Linked DNA regions of Mus musculus: region 1 is linked to region 2. The links are chromatin contacts, called in public HiChIP or PLAC-seq maps. All regions are on one chromosome and are shown on one strand. The core of a region is the stretch at or near the end of the contact, and the rest is flanking DNA. Distances in the headings are between cores, read along the strand shown.

Region 1 (2,700 bases), core at 35-2,534, 150 kb after region 2:
GCATCCCCCCAACAGGCATGTCCATCTCCCAAGCAGTTTCAGATTCCATGAAATTAATGACTGAGATTAACTATTATACAGTCTTGAACTTCAAGTTTTTTGAAATATATAATTAAGGAATGCATGCATTTTGGTTAATTGCAGCATTTCTGCCTCTAACAGAAAGACTTATGCAGAGAGGACATAGTCTGTAGTATTTCTTTATTTAATCCCCAAACTTGGGAAACTTAGGCAAAAGGAATCCCACAAGTTTGAGGTCATCATGGGCTATGCAATGAGCTCTAGGACAGCCTAGGCTACAGAGAGAGATCTCTTCTCACAAAACAAACAGTATACAACTAACAAAAGAATTATAGAAAAAACAAGATGTCTATTTTATGCATGAAGATATGAGATTGTGTGTGTGTGTGCTTTCACGTGCGTATGTGTACGTGTACATATGTGTGTATATATGTACTCTAGTCTGTAGTTCAACACAATAGCATAAAAAGCAATAAAGTGCAAATCTGGAGAAATGCACACTAGCCACCAGCATTTGGAGAACAAAGGAGTCCATTTATTTTTTCTTGCAGTAAACAATCTCTCCATTGAAGTGACCATTTTTTCAAATTGCCATTCACACCAAGGACTGTTTAGAAAAAAAATTCTCTTCTCTTCCAAACTGAAGCCATTTTACACAGTGCCCCTCTTCCTATATCTCCTTTTTGTTTGGTTTCTTGAAGCGTACTTTAATGAACAATCAGTCTAGAAAATACATGCTGCACTGTGCCATTTGTGGAAGAACAGGAACAAAGTGGAAAGGCCACCGAGTCGGTTTGCTTGAGGAAAAGAAGTCTCATGAAAATTGCTCTAAAATGGGGAAAGCCAGCCAAGGGAAAAGTAAGTGTTTAATCATTAAAGTAGGCAAACTTAATATGCAAAGTCCAGACTTAGCAGGCAATCAGACTTCCAACTTCACACAAAAGGCAAGGAGAATTCTAGTGCAGATCTTAGAGATGGAAAATGCACAGGAAACTTACCCAGAGTATGAGCTGCCTCTTGTGCCTCCCAGCATGAAAGCCACAAAAAACTATCTCAGAAGAAATGGCATCCTATTAAAGGGCAAGGTGGTAGTTAATAAATATTCATCAGATGTTTACTTGCTAGAACAAGACCATCTCTTCTTTCTCTGAACTTATGTTCTGCTGGGAAGGTCAGCAAACAAGTAAAGAATCTACTAGTCATATAATTTCAGATTGTAGTATGCTATGAAACATACCAGGAAACTGAGTGTGACGGGGATGCCGAGAGCTGAAGTGTGGCTTTAGACCCTGTGGTTGGAGGAAAATTTCTCTGGGGTTTTATGTGAACATAGATCTGAGCAATGATAAGAAAACGGATGTGTGACCATTAGGGGTGTGGTTTTCCAGACTCAGGGCATTGTAGATACAGAGGCCTCATAGTAAGACAGACAGATGTATAGATAGTGGATAGATACATAGACACACACACACACAGGCGCGCGCATACACACACACACACACACGTTTAAAAAACTTCAGCTAACAGCTACAAAATACACAATTTTTTTTGTCAAGTGCATATGGAATATTCTCCAGGACAGACCATATGTTAGGCTACAAAACAAGCCTTAATGAATTTTAGAAGGCTGAATATATAAAAATATTTTTCTTGTCATAATGAAATGAAACTAAAAATTCATTGGAAATTTACAAACATGGGAAAACCAAACAACATACTCTGAACCACTCTCATCAAGGCAGAAATTCTAAGACACATTGGAAATGTATCTAGCTTACTGCAAACACAAGGACAAGCAAGGGAGTGAGCTGTCACTGTGAATATGCAGTACAGTTTAAAAAAATAACAAAAAGCTCAAAACTATAGTCTGGGTGCTTTAAGGAGCCTTACAAAGTGATAAACTAAGATAACAGGAAATAATGACAATAAAGATTGAGAAAAATAAAAGAGAGTAAAAATAGCAAAAATTCACAAAATCTAAAGTTAACTCTGAAAAGTTAATAAATATTTAGCTACACTGTCTAAGAAAGAGACAGTAGAGGTAGGGGTAGGGCACAAGGTAGAGAGGAAGGGGGAGGGAGGGAGGGAGGGAGGGACGGAAAGAGAGAAAGGCAGAGGCAGAGAGATAGATAGAGACACAAGGAGAGAGAGACAGAGACAGAGACAGAGAGCGAGGCAGAGAGAGACAGACAGAGAAAGAGACTGCAGATAGCAGAAATGAAAGTGGGGCCATTGCTATCACACTCACTAACACAAAAAGACAGGAGAAAATATAATCAGCAATTGCAAACCCGATAACTGGATAACCTAGCTAGAATAAACACTTTCTTAGAACTGTGCAATCTACCAGAGTTGAATCATGGTTGGAAATTTTGAATGACCTTTAACTAGTAAGGTGCTTAAAACAGTAATCAAAATTTCTTAGGAGAGGAAAAACTCCAACCAGAGGGCTTCCCTAGCAAACTCTACCACCCCATTAAAGTCTTAACCAGCACAATATGAGAAAAGTACATAAAATAGATACAAACAGGAAAGAAGGAAGTAAAATAGTCCTTATTTGCAGCATCTACACATAAGAGACCCTAAAGGCCAAAAAATGCTTAGAGCTGATAACCACGTTCAACACCAGGAAACAAAATCAACACGAAAACATCGGTAGCCTGACTTCCAGCTAGGCTC
Region 2 (2,700 bases), core at 200-2,699:
GTATTGATGAATTCTGCAAATTTCATGAAGCACATCTGTCTTTTAGTGACCTAAATGCCTCCTTTGCTACTCTCATCTGGTTTTAATTAGGAAACATTTTCAAAAGAAGTGGTTATTCAGAAACCCAAATATACATGTTCTTTACTATGAAATGATAACTACTCAAGTTTTTTGTCATGAAGGTTTGCTTTTAGTTTAATTTGTTTGGTTGGTTTTGTTAGAGTCACCTCAATTTTTCTTCTAGGAAAATCAGATAGAGTAACTTCCCTTGGGCAGACTGTTCTCGAGAGACTGTAGAGCGTGCTGAAGGGGTTTATAAGTCACAGACCACAAGCTGATGCATGAGCGGCTCTATCTGTGACTACACTGATGGCTTAAAAAAACAAAAACAAAAAAACCCTTTGCATCTTGAAAAGCTTTGTATTTTTTAAGACAGTAACAGGCGTACTGCTGTTTCATCTTCCTGCTTCCCAAACAGGCATATGGCTTCTTTTAACTATGTGTATTTGAGAGCAAGAATCCTATTTCCACACACTCTAAAAACTAAAAAACCCACACCGCAACACGGTGTTCAAATATTTGGTAAAGAACATCTTGTGAAATACTTACTGGCTTATGTGAAAAGCTTTATTTCTATAAAGTATGTGAGACTGCAAAAGATGTGATTTGTTCAATGATAAACTAAGGCCATCCACATAAATGTTGTGTCTTTTTATTGCATTTTTGTTTTGTTGTTAAGACAAGGTCTTATGTAGCTCAATCAGGCCTCAAAATGCTTTATAGTCAAAGCTGTCTTCAAACTTCTGATCCTGAGGTCTCAGCCTCCCAAATGCCAAGATTACAGGAGCACCACACCACACTTAGCTCTCTATTTTCCTGTTACTCACACCCTCAAAGGCTCAACATTATCCTACATGCAAAAACAGCATGTCAAGTTTTCTCCAAACACACCAGTTATCACTGAATCTTAATAATACTTTAAAAATTACTAATTAAAGCCAGGCATGGTGATAGATGCCTTTCAGCACTTGGGAGGCAAAGACAAACAGATCTCTTTGGGTTCAAGGCCAGCTTAGTCTACACAGTGGGTTTCAGGTCAGCCAGGGGTAACATAGTGAGATTACATCTCAAGCAAATGAACAAACAAACAAAACTGTCTGGTCAAAATGCTAACAGATAGCTCGAGGACAAGTCTGAAGGAATCCAGACCCAATAAAGATTAACAGCCACTTAAAATGATTGCCCTTGCCTTTCAGGAGCAAGGGATGTTCTCAGCTCTGGCTTCTCTCAACTCTTCTTCCTAAGCCACAAAATGCAAAAGAGCTGAAGAATTCTGTCTTCTTGGGACAAAGGCTATATTTATTGATTTCTATGATCATGTTAAGATCGGTGAAGGAAGAGACGAGCTTCCCTCAGTCTTTTCACAAATTTAGGTTACCCACGGGCTCTCCTATTTCTCTTCTCTTCCATAACTCCAGTACAACCGCAGTAAAGGGTCTCATCAAACGAAGCAGCATCAGTGAAGAGCCATAGGGGCTGATGGTAAGTGTAAGTAGCAGAAACCCCTCACCCTGCTCGAGAGCGAGCCAGAGCACACGGATGCTTTCTCAGACATTATTCATCACACAGCTGTCCCCTACTTCCTGAAATAATCTCACGAGCTAGAAGCAGACAAACTAGAATACTAGGACTTAGTATTCAAATACCAGACAAACTTCAGGAATTTATCTTAGCTACCATCAGACTTCAAGAGAAATGAAAACAATATGATACACTATGCCACGTAAACACACTATTTAGCTAAAAGCTGCAATCTAGGTAAGTTTAAGTTACAACATGCAGATTTGGTAAAGATTCCTCTCAGAAATCCACTTCCTTCTTTTCTAGATAGCCACATAAACCAAACCTTGAATCAAAATACATTTTGTAAAGGTGAAGCAAGTACCCAAAGCACTAATTCTTAGACCCAAACAACAACTCACGTGGCCCAATGTCCAGACCTCGTGCATGTGTTCTCAATAACTGCTAAGTCAGTTTAGGATGTGAGTTTAGACCTGATCCCAAGCATGTGACCAAAATACAGTCATCCAGAAGCGGAAAGTCAAGTATTAAGGTTTTTTTTTTTTTATTTCCCTCTACTAAACAAAGCAAAAACAAACAAACAAAAACAAAACAAGACAAAACCTTAATATAGCTAATATAGTATCTGAGTCAGGAAGGCAATATTCCTGAAAAACTATGCCACCTATGCTAAACATTCTACTTGAGATCAGAATTTAAAATTTTTTCAAATAATCTAAAACAGAAACCACCCTAGATCTCCCCTAAGAAGAAGGAGGATTTTAAGAACTGGCTTAGAAGGCAGATGGAAATGCTTGTGGGGATGTAATTAATTTTTAGGGTCTTGTTGCTTTCATTAGTCCTCATAGCATCTATACATTTTGGAGGACTCTACCCCCACCCACTCTTTCCTGCAATTTCTGCAGTTTGGAGACTACAATCTTGCAACATATGAACCCATACATAGGGATATAGGAGAAATATCTGGCATGTGGAGAAAGCCTATCTAAAGAAGGAATGATGAAATGCAACTTAAAGGCAGAATTCCAGTAAAAGAGATAGCTTAGTTTGCTTTTTTCCCCTTTGTCCACAATAGCTTTACTGATGAAGCAACTCTGCAAGTCAGACTATCGTTCAATA

The links. HiChIP or PLAC-seq counts read pairs in DNA pulled down with a chosen protein or histone mark.
Region 1: a contact with region 2 is called in an H3K27ac HiChIP or PLAC-seq map of the HPC-7 cell line, with 7 times the contacts expected there. The contact joins two enhancer-like sites. A contact is called at or near these places in 1 of 15 datasets of contacts at CTCF or cohesin (the G1E-ER4 cell line), 19 of 484 Hi-C or Micro-C datasets (the BV-2 cell line, the Ba/F3 cell line, the C10 cell line and 14 more) and 2 of 115 datasets of contacts at active chromatin or transcription factors (CD8 T cells and the HPC-7 cell line).

Annotation. Positions count from the first base shown.
Region 1 is chr2:18,523,242-18,525,941 of GRCm38.p6, forward strand. No RefSeq gene overlaps it. Among named protein-coding and RNA genes, the nearest start is that of n-TNgtt9, 63 kb to the right of the region's middle. Within about 2 kb of position 1,285, at least 26 of the 459 cell types and tissues checked have an H3K27ac peak or open chromatin away from gene starts, as enhancers often do. A contact at or near this core is called in the HPC-7 cell line, where this site is marked.
Region 2 is chr2:18,370,987-18,373,686 of GRCm38.p6, forward strand. All of the region lies in intron 1 of Dnajc1 (DnaJ heat shock protein family (Hsp40) member C1), which reads right to left. Among named protein-coding and RNA genes, the nearest start is that of Dnajc1, 20 kb to the right of the region's middle. Within about 2 kb of position 1,450, at least 20 of the 459 cell types and tissues checked have an H3K27ac peak or open chromatin away from gene starts, as enhancers often do. A contact at or near this core is called in the HPC-7 cell line, where this site is marked.